Linked DNA regions of Drosophila melanogaster: regions 2 and 3 are each linked to region 1. Evidence: chromatin contacts called from public Hi-C data. All regions are on one chromosome and are shown on one strand. The core of a region is the stretch at or near the end of the contact, and the rest is flanking DNA. Distances in the headings are between cores, read along the strand shown. Region 1 holds the start of Raf (Raf oncogene). Region 2 holds the start of lncRNA:CR44999 (long non-coding RNA:CR44999). Region 3 holds the start of CG12535.

Region 1 (3,791 bases), core at 129-2,628:
CATCCTTCCTCCTTTTGGTTGCGGATGATACCCACTGAAAGTAGAGTTGAAACGACTAAAAGTCTAACAATGCCCACTGCCCCAAGCACTGTCGTTTCTTGAATGCAGCCAAATCAACAAACATCACGGGAAGAGCGTGTGTGTGTGTTTGCGAGTGTTTGCGGGCCGACAAACATGCGCAGGCTGAAATCTGCTGACGACGCTGAGGCGGCATTTATCACTCCCAAAAAGCGTTGGGCTCCGCAGGGGGGTGAGGGAAGGGTACGCGCATTGGGAGTCATTGATTTTCGTTTATGAGTCGGGCAGGCGACGCTCTCACTTTTTATACGTTCATTCACACGCGGCACAGTGGGCCAGAACAAGAACAAATGGACAACAAAGCATTTCGGATGACAAGAATTCGAAGCTAAGACATGCGTACAATTAAACTTTAGAAAGATCTAAAAAAAAACCCTTGATATTGACTTAGGGTGGTTTCAGCCCAACTTACCTGTGGATTAACACGTTTGCCAGGTAAATACTGCGATTTGTAAGATTTTGACTTTAAGACGTTGGATAATCCCCGACAATCCGTTGATATGCGTTACTCCATGAAGGGCTTGAACGCCAAGCATTTGTTGGCTTTATGGTTAAAACACAATAATGCAACAATGGGTCATCAACTGCCAATTTATCCCACTGTGCTCTCCGCTGAAGTGAAGTGGCCGATGCAAAGGCAAAGAGAACGTTCCCATCGCACAGAGAGAGGGAGAGAGAGAGCAATCAAGAGTTGAGAGAGCGACTAAAAAAGGTGTAGGAGTCCGTGGAGGGGGGAAGGAGGGACAGAGGATAATAGAAGGGGAGGAGAATGGGGAATTTAAATATGTTATTGATAATTGAAATTACCGCGCGCCCCCGCTGCTCATTCAAATGCAATTTTGTTGCAAAGTTTCGATTTCGTTGTCACTCCCATCCTCCGCTTTTTGTTATTCCTACCTGCACATTGAAACGAAGCGAAATAAAAGCGCGTGCTAAGGACTTAATGGCAGTGCACTAAAAACATCTTCAAATTCAAACGGAATAAAATTGAAGCGAGGCGCTGATTTCGCTGCCGCTGTCGACGCAGGTAGCGGTGTGTGTGTGTGTGTATGTGTGTCCGTTTCGGTTTTTATTTACTTTGTTCTGCTTGTTTTTTCCAGTCTCTCGTTTTTCCTTTTTGTTTTTTGGCTTCTTTTGTTATCGGGCAGCAAATTGAAAGCAATAAATACTTAATTGTTAGCTTGTTGGTTATGTTGTTTTTGTTGTTGCTGCTGCCGCTTAATTACGTAATTCCGAACTTATCTGGGCGACTTTAAGAAAATGCAAAAGAGCGCCAAGCGTGTGGCAATGGGAATGGAAGAGGGATGGAATTGGAATGAGACGCGAAAGAAATCAAAACGGCCCATTTAAGCAACACAAGAGACACAGAAATTATGAATAGAGGTGGGGAAAAAATGTAAAACCATTGAAAATTTGTCAATATCGAAAGTGGGTCTAAGTCAAATGGCAGGAGTACGTGTGATTACAATTTTTTAAGATAATCAAAAACGTATGTACGTACATATGACTTATGTACATACATATGCTCATATATGTACATATGACTTATGTACATATGTACATATGCTCATATATGTACATATGTATGTGTGTGTGGGCATTATAAAAGATGAACTACTGAGATCGAGATCGAGTTGATGGCACTATACCAAGAAACGCGCGCAGGCAAATGTTTCTGGCTTATTTGTCCTCTTGTGACACAATTAGCTGATAAAGTTCCTGATGTTTTTCCCCGCAGCGTCTGGCATGTGAATCATCATCGTCATGGGAGCTTTTGTTTCTGGGAATTTCAATTTTGAATAAACAAAATCAAAACGAGAACTTTACTTCTTGCGGCTAAACACTTTGCACAAACACGTGCAAACTCTATGTTTGCATTTGCGTGTGTGTGTGTGTGTGTGTGTGTATGTCGTCATCGACCGTCAGCGGCGCCTTAATAATAGTACACAAAAATGATAAACAAAGATCCCCCCACTCACAGCACTCGACCCCTCCAGCCATTCACAACGCACGCTCATGAACTCTTCCCTTTCTCTCGCACTCGCACTTGCACTCGCTCTCTCTTTGTTTGAGTGCAAATTTGCATTGTCTCTTTGTGCTCGCACACAAACATATGTATGTATGTACATGCACGCAGACATAAGTGCGCACATAATCACACACGCTGACTAGTGCCAAACTGACCTCACAATTGTTGTTGTTACGATTATTTGTGCCCACTTTCTTGCTTTTGTTGTTGTCGTTGTTGTTGTTGTTATTTTTCGGATCATGCTAAAACTGTAAATGATGAGATGAACTTGTTGAAGAGGATGAATCGAGCTGGAAACGGGGAAGGGGGTTGATTCGAGCTCGCATTTCAAAACCTCAAAATACATAGTTTATAGACCTTCTACAGAGTCATAAGCACACATACATACATACATCCATGTATGCATACATCTTTGAGACAACACTTAAAAAACTATTCTACTTGGATTCTGATTCGCAAAACAGACTATAGGAGCCACTCTACAAGCATGAACATATGTATACATGCGCATATGTGTGTATTTAATTTTGTTAAACCCGTTAAGCCGAGCCGATAAGTTCAAGGGGTTACCCCCACGCCTAATTTGGCAATTTCAATGGATTCGAATGATTCCATGTCAGCGCCGTGTGGATTTCTCAATTAGCAGTTGCCGCAAGTGTAGGTGATTGCCTTAGCAAGTACTTTGCATAGCCAAATCCAGCCAAAGTCACTATTTTTACATAATAAAGGGGCAGGAGCAACAACTATGCGGATTATGCTCATCACCGAAGCGCCCAACCACTCAAACACCCACGACAACACAAATACACCACCCACTGACCAGCGATTTGCTTCCGTTACAAATGAGTAAAAATCTTTGCGACAAATATACATACACATGTACAGTGCAGGTGGAGAGAATAGCACTGAAAATGTAATTACAGTTTTAAGATATGTGGGAATATTGGAAAAATTATGTTAGCAATTTGCAAGTTGGAACTAAGATTATTGTGTCTGTAAAGATTGTTAATGCAATATGTCAATTAACTTAGTTCATACAGAGCACCTATATAAAGTAAATCAAATCATTTAGCTTGAGACGATTGGCCTAAAAACTTTTATTTAAGCGCCTAGGTGTTATTATTTGTTTGCCTCAGCTGTGTGTATGCATGTACAAATACGCACGTAGGCCATTCGCTCTCTCACTCTCTCTCTCTTAGGCGCTCTCTTAAGCCACTTCCGTTTGAACGCAAACATCTGTGCGCTCTGCCACCGAGGGCAGAGGCAGCGACGCCACTGCGGCAGCGGCTGCGAGCGAACGTCTTTCATTTAGCGTTTGCGTTTTTATTTCGTTTCGAACGCGAGAACCGTGCGGACGTGTGCGGTTGAAACAGGAACCGAAACAGTAAGCCACGGTGACCAAGCACAAAGTTCTCTTCACCCCTCACCTTAAACCCTCAACAGGCGGCCACCGAAAAATTAGAAGAGACCACTAAGAAATAGAAACAATTAATGTGAAGCCCCGACCCCTCTGCAATTTTGAGTCAATTGTGTGCCTAAAACTAAACAAACAAATCTGACAATTTTTGTTGAATTTTTTTATTGTGTTTGACTACATAGCGTAAGCAAGTGCAAGTTCTTAAAAAAAAAAAAAAATAAAACACAAAAATTCAAAAGTCCTGGATTATTTTGAATTTTGCCAAAC
Region 2 (3,678 bases), core at 656-3,155, 1.1 Mb before region 1:
TATTTGAAAAAAGTTGGTCGTCCATTATGGAATACGGATCAGAGCGGTAAAGGGCCATTGCGATTATGTTGTCTGGGTTTTTTTTTCTTTCTATATATCTTAAGTTCCTGAGTTATATGCCTGTCTGAAAAATATAGATAAGGCGGAAATCGTTGTAGGTATGATTCTATATTTGAACTTAATTAAATAAATATGTCGGCAACACACTTTTTGAAAACTTCTTCAACATAAGGATTTTTGCAACATTTCAACTATAATGTAAGAGTAACTAAACTCCTAATATTATTATTGTATTAAGTCACGTTCTACTGTGCCAGATTTCACCTATAATGACGTCAGGCGATGTCGAGGGTTCAGCAAATGTTATCAAAAGCAAATTTAGCTTATAGCTTCATTTATACACTATTAACCATTTGAACCCGAAATCGTCAATCTTGGCGCTCTTGACAATAGCAAAAAAAAAAAAAAAATACATATACTAATGAAATAAACAAGGGCATAAAAGGAAAACCAAATATCAAATACCCAATTCCAGTTACTGAAAAATAAACGGTCCTTTTACCGATAAACGCAGACCTGCAAAGCTTACTGTGCTTTTCCCTTTTCGTAGAATCCGTTGCATTCCGGTAAACAAGTACGAGCAAAAACTAACAGTACATGTCTTTCGCAGAATCGAACGCAACCCGGTATATATTGAATTTCAGAATCATAGTAAAATTGGAATATCAACATTTATTAAATTATTATTTAAATCTTTTTAAATTTATTAAGCTAATTTATTTCTTTTTTAATTTATCAAGCTAATTTATTTCTTTTTTAATTTATCAAGCTAATTTATTTCTTTTTTTAATTAATTGATTTATTTCTCCTTTAAAAAGTTTAATACTTTCGTAAAAATTTTGGGACCATTTTATTTAATTACTTTGGAGCCCCAGAGTTCTGGAATTTTCGAACATTACCAACTCGTTTCAACGCCATCAAAGCGTTTTTAATACTTGCCAGCATTAAGAAGAATTTCACAAAACAATAAAGAACTTTGTAGAATTTTGTTTTGCAAAATTCGTCCACTTCCACTTTTCTATTGTCTCACTTTTTGTTCTTAATTTCTTGTAAGCACTTGATTCTTAACATTCCTTCTGAGTTCCTAGAATCCGTTATTTCGTATCGATTTGTGCGGCCATGATCACTGATTTGTCATTGTGTGTGAGAGCACCGTTAAAAGTTAAGCTATTTCACCTTTCCCAGAAATTCTATTTTGAATTCCCCGTAGTGGCGCGATTTTTGAAGTCGTTGCGTTCCGATAAATAATATATATTATATATATATATCTTTGCACTCACCTCGCTGAACATAGTTTCCGTATCCGTCTCTATTTAATTGATTGTAATCCAATTTAGTTAGCTTCCTTTGCTTTCCAGTCGCTTTCGGCTATATCTATTTCTATCCCGTTCCCGTGCCGCCAGCAAGTTGGGCACTTTTTTTTTTGCGTCAAAGAAGGGGAAAGACGGAGAAAAAACACCAAAAAAAGGGACACAAAAAAAAATTCTTCCCGTTTATTTTGCACTAGCTGATTTTTTTTAAAAAATCTTTTTTTAATTCTAGTTTTTCACAAGTTTTTGTTTCTGCTTTGGAGAAGATTTTTTTTTATGTATTTGCGCGGTTTTAAGTCGGCTCTTAGGTTATTTCTGGGATTTAGCACTTTTGTAACTTGGCTGTGACAGTTGTTAGTAGTAGTTGTATATTTTAAAACGTGTTGCTTCAGGTTTTACTACAGAACTATTTATATAGCGTTTGGTTTTTTTTTTTTGTATCGGGCGGAAAACAGGCAAAAATCCAATCCACAAAGCGATTCTCTGAATTACCCGCGGTGAACTGAACACGCGACGCCACAGAAATAGTGCCCGTTTCATGTTGTCTGTGGCTTAAATAAAATTTCTATCGTACCAGACTGCCGCGCTCTCTGCGCTCTCACTGCGCATGCTCACTGCTGCTCTCTTTGCTGGAATTCGCTTTAAGTGGTGAGAATAGGAGCTTCAACAAAAATCTTCTTTGACATTTGGATCACATTTAGATCACATTTGGATTCATCACGATTTGTTAATACTCGAAGGTTTTCAAATAGTACGCAATGCATTTAAAATGATCAATGTTTCTTTGCCTCTCCCGCACACTGGTTCACATAACAGCATCAGTTTGCCGGTATTTTTTTTTTGAGTGAAAGAGAGTGAGATTTTTGAGTGGTGTTTACAATAATTGAGCGCAAACAAAATTGAGACAAATCGCAAATTGCTCCGTAAATAAAAACATAAACAATTAACTTGAACTGGCTCAAAATGTTTTTGTGAAATAAATGCAATACGAAAATGTGTAGTTGACTGGAAATCAAAACAAAATTTTATTCATTTCCTTAATTTACTTACGGTATGTATATTAAAATATAGAAATTAAATTTATAAATATACGCATTTATTTATGTTAATGTTAATCGACATAAAACTACAGGTTTCAATTGCTTTTCTGTGGCATTATTTGGGATTCTTCATTGCCGCATAAATGTTTCCTATTTTTAAATCGATTTATTTTAAGCTCTATTCCTTTTTGCGTAGAAGTTGCGAGAAGTTGTTCATTCCCTCTTGCTTTGGCGCCTTACATTTCTTTCGTATTTCCTTCTTGCCCTTTCCTTTATCTATGCATGCATTTACCGTACTTTTTTTTATGTGCGTGTGTGCCTTTGTCACCTCTTTGTCTGCCACGCAACTTCATTTTCCGTTTTGTCAAGTTGATTGAACTTGTGAACTTTGTAAACAATGCAGAATTCATTTAACAATAATAGAAAAGTTAGGCCGCATGGTAGAAACAAAAGAAGAGCCAAACATTTTGTTAACGAATTAAACGATGCCAAGGAAATGTAAAAAGAAAGGGAAAAGAATAGAAACCAGCCAAAAATATTACAACTTTGGAAAGAAGAAGTTGTGGAAGAAGTAGAAAAGGGTAATAAGGTAAAGGCGGATAGGAAGCAAGGGGACCTTGAATGAAAAATAGAATATAACATGCACAAGCATACGTCTCTACATACATACATACATATGTATGTATGCACATTCCAACAAACTTCTTAATAACTGTTTGTAAAATACAATGTACATAGTATGTGTACTACATACAAATAATGATTTGTGCATGTGTACATATGTTTATCGCACAAATATGTACATATGTACACATATATCAACCTTTAAAAATCGACTTGAAAGGACCTGCATTTTGAATTTTGCCCCTTTTAGAGAGTATTAAATCATCAGGTGGTTCCGACGCAAAGTTCCTCCCGCTTTCTACACCCCGTCGATTTTGTTACGTTTCGCTTTGATTTTCATTTCCACAACTTTTAGTGCACAACATAGCGCTTTTGGCGCGTGCATCTGCCCTCTCTTTCACACGCTTTGTTTTGATTTCGCAACGAGGCGAACCAGCAAAAAAAAAATGCACGCTGCACACTCGCCCAACTACTCTGCAATTTGCACATTTAATTAATTGTTTGTACAAGCGACATATTAAAAAAAAAAAAAAATTGTTTAATTCTTCTGTCAATGGAAATCACAAACAGCCCAATAAAATTCACCTTCCAACATTCCGCTTTAGTATCCATAAGCATACAAACAGCCATTCGTTGGCAAAAAG
Region 3 (3,754 bases), core at 712-3,211, 1.2 Mb before region 1:
GGTTTAGGTTATTAGATATTAAGTATTTTCCGTTTCTGTTGGCCCGGTCGTGAACGTGAAATGGGCCCATGGAAATACTCACAAAAAAAAAACAGAAAACAGAAAAACAGAAAAAAAAACGAAACAAATAAAAGTTGGGGTAGGGATGGACGAGAGTCCCAGACAAATTTTATTGCGGCGGCGGCCTAAAATTCGGTATGGGGCGAGGGCGAAGATGGAGCCAGCCGGAGATCCATTGATTTTTTGTTCCGCGATTGCCACGCCCATTTGGCTGTGCGAATATTTATGTTACAGCCGGCTAAAGATGCAGATACAGATATAGATACGGGTACGGATCGGTGCGATGTCGTAAAACTTGTCCAAATTTATAATTTGACATTTATGCATTCTTTATGATTATTTATTACGTTAATTTTTGATTAAAAGTGGCGTCGACAACAAACCCTAGCTCGTCTGACGCCCAAATCGCCTCCCCATTTTCCCCATCCTCTTGATTCATTTGCGACATTTGTGGCATCGCATTCTGACTCAATTAGATGAACTCGGTCGGCATGGAAGGATGAAGTTCGTGATCTTGGAATTGATTGAAGGGGTGCTTCCACGTACATATGTAAATACATACCATACATTTGTACATACATATGTACATTCTGTGGCAGTACTAAGATCGGACTAAGTGTTAGTACTCCGTATTAGGGTAGCATTCGAAAGGCAACAAATTGCATGCGAAATGCGAACAATTATTCATACTTTGTATTTCCGAGAGCGATTAATATGAATTTCGCATTCGCATTGGACTTAGAGACAAGGCAAATGGCATTAAGTGCAAATTTAGCCGGTAGGGGCGGTCATAATCAGTAGCATACATAAATTACACAGACAAATGCACACCAGACATACATATGTATGTACATACATACATATGTGCATACATATACTTCAGCCATAGCTACTATAGCTACTCATACTATATAGAAGTCTATTATCGTGCATTCGAATTTCAGATTTCTCCCCATGCTTTTCGCTGATTTAATTATTTTCATTTCAAATTTCGCACACACTGCTTTTGGTTTATTTTTTGTGTTTTTGTGTCGTTTTTTTTTTGTTTTTTGTTTTTTTTTTTTTGCTCGCTTTATTGCCCGTCCAACATCCGTCCCCGAACTTTGTCAACTGCAGTTAAAATTTATTTCATTTAATATTTCGCGGCGCACGAAGGCTCCATCTAAATACATTGTTCATACATATGTATGCATGTATGTATGTATGTAAAAAGCTCTCTAAAAAATTAAATGCCTGGCGCGTCTTTTTACATGCTGTGCAACATGCGAAAATAAGTCGTAAAGTCATTCTTAAATAAAAATGCCAATATAGGCAAATGTTTGCACGCTTTTTAGTCGTCGTTCGTTGTACATTGTACATACATACGTACATCATTTGCACACTCGACAATTGTGCCCTTGGCCCACCAGCAGTCGAGCCAAAGATTATGATGCTATGGTTAATGGTTAATGGTTAATGGTTAATGGGATTATGTCTGGGGTTCATCAGTTCCGGGATCGAAAAGTGGGATATGACAATAGCTTTAGCTGCAACCGAACATTGAGCATTCTAAAGCCGCCGGATTCGGGAATAATATGTATGTATGTATGGGACTAGGGTACGATAGTTCGTAGATAAGATAACAAATCTAGCGAGAAAGTTGCATAACCTGGATGGTATCTAGTGGAGTCATAATAGAATTATACAATGTTTATACTACTAATATAAGAGTCTATTTTTGGTAGCTCGATTGAGTCCTGGTATTATCTTGAGTACACACACACACACACACGCACACACACACATTTGATACATTCCAAAGGCAGTATACTGAAACTGAAACTGAAACCTGATAACAAGTTCGTGATCTCACGCTCGGAAGCAGTGTGTCCAAAAATAAATGATTTTCATATCTGCAATTACCAATTTCCCATAACTCGTGCCCAAAAAAACTATATAAATGTACATATGTATGTATGTGTTATCAATAATGCAATAGTTCGTGGAATTTACACTCAAATTGTCCCGATTGTTAATTGTTATTATTATTATTTTCGTATTCGCCGTTCGATAAATGATCGGGACACCCAGACATTTGATCACACATTATTTTGATGGACTTGGTCCAGGCGCAGCAGTGTGTACTATTATTATTATTATTATTATTATTATTATTATTATTATGTCTCGTCTGCGTCTTTGTTTATATTCAGTTGTTGTTGGTTTTGCCCAATCGCGCAGCTATTTTCTATTTGCACCGTAATTTTATTTCGCCTTCTACTTTGCCCTGCACTTTGTCACCTTCTATCAGTCGTTTTTTGTTTTGTTTTTTTGTTTTTTCCCGGTTCCTATTTGTTGTTTTCCTTGTGCATTTGGCAAATTAGCTACGCTGCAAGCACCACACCACCCCCCCCCCCACACCGTTTTTCCTTCAGTGTAAAATGTCAACACAAGAGGTGCAGTTATCGTAAATTTCTGTTTGTTTTTCTCGCCACCCATTGATTTTCATTTGCACAATGGGCATTTTGGTTTGTGGTGCAAAACTCGTTCAGTTTTAGAGCAATTATTTTTTGATATCGATAATGGTTTTTAAATTTGCTGTTCATTCTTAACAACGAGATGTAATAAATTCATTTTCCTAATCAATTTCCAGACATTTTTTCCGTCGCAATTGCCACTTTTATACGGCAAACGTGTATGTACATATATGTATATATGGTACATACACATAAACAAAATAACGCTAGGGTATCTCCTTACTGGCCGCTCATTACTTGCACTTTTCCCTTTGTTTTAGTCGCTTCATCAGCATTTCAAATGTGGGAAACGCTGCTGCTCAGTGGGCGTGGCAATGGAGGGGCGCCAAGCGAAAAATAAGCAAAAAAAAAACAAGATGGCTCAAATGTGAATCAAAGTGATAAAACTCGAAAATTTCTACAAATTGCAGTTCAGCTCAGAAAAGAAAACTAGACAAACGAACGTATGTACATATGTAGATACTGAAATTTATTTTATTTAAGTCACTAATTCGATTTGTTTTCTTGCAGTGCAGTTGATAAGACTGCAGTGAGAGGACATCTGTTAATTAGCCATGCACGTGGCTTTCATTTTTACGAAGCTTTGGCTTGGCGCCATTTTCTCTCATTTGGTGAGCACGCCCACTCCACTCCCCACTCCCCCCCACCCACCGCCCATCGTTATAATACAGTTTACAGTTACGCCGATAAGCTGCGAGTTGCCGCCAGTCAAGTAGTTTCACCCAATAATCGCATTTTCCATTGCACTTGCACGAGCAACTTTGGCCGTTTTGCTTACTACAATATATGCAAATGCATATAATGAATAAATGCATACATAAATCGCATTTAAATTTAGCCTTGCACCGAAAAAAAAATTACTTGAAATTTATTAATATTACAAGGCAAATTTCTCACTATTGGAAAGAATCATAATATATTGTATATTTTCTAAGTTAATTATATAGTTTCTTAGTTATCTATTTCTATGCGCATATTTCACTTTATTAATAGGTGACTATAATTTTTGTTACGAACTTATGTCCTTTGCAGGTTCTTCAAAGCATTCCTGTTTTCCTGTTTCCCCTTAATGTGTCCCATTTGATGTGTTCCAAGAACACAGAAGAAAACCCACAGGTGTTCTTCTCTGTTGCCTTAAAGTTGCCTATTTTTTTTTTCATTCTTTCGTACTTTTTTGA

What was found. Hi-C and Micro-C count contacts between places; a contact is called where the count stands out from the background.
Region 2: a Hi-C map of the Kc167 cell line shows a contact between it and region 1, with 2.0 times the contacts expected there. The contact joins the promoter of lncRNA:CR44999 here to the promoter of Raf in region 1. A contact is called at or near these places in 2 of 107 Hi-C or Micro-C datasets (the Kc167 cell line and embryo).
Region 3: a Hi-C map of the Kc167 cell line shows a contact between it and region 1, with 3 times the contacts expected there. The contact joins the promoter of CG12535 here to the promoter of Raf in region 1. A contact is called at or near these places in 3 of 107 Hi-C or Micro-C datasets (the Kc167 cell line, the S2 cell line and wing imaginal disc).

The regions. Positions count from the first base shown.
Region 1 is chrX:2,293,053-2,296,843 of dm6, reverse strand. It overlaps Raf (Raf oncogene), which reads right to left and starts at 1,378. Exons shown (of 7, transcript NM_001103397.3): 1 at 886-1,378; 2 at 491-690. CG2865 reads left to right here and starts at 3,433. Exons shown (of 3, transcript NM_001272255.1): 1 at 3,433-3,491; 2 at 3,551-3,791.
Region 2 is chrX:3,371,386-3,375,063 of dm6, reverse strand. It overlaps lncRNA:CR44999 (long non-coding RNA:CR44999), which reads right to left and starts at 1,905. Exons shown (of 4, transcript NR_123782.1): 1 at 1,341-1,905; 2 at 1-124. Myc (Myc,) reads right to left here and starts at 1,905. Exons shown (of 3, transcript NM_001272275.1): 1 at 1,341-1,905; 2 at 1-120. The coding sequence starts at 58.
Region 3 is chrX:3,447,150-3,450,903 of dm6, reverse strand. It overlaps CG12535, which reads left to right and starts at 1,961. Exons shown (of 4, transcript NM_001297909.1): 1 at 1,961-2,009. The region is part of intron 2 of lncRNA:CR44999 (long non-coding RNA:CR44999); the gene reads right to left.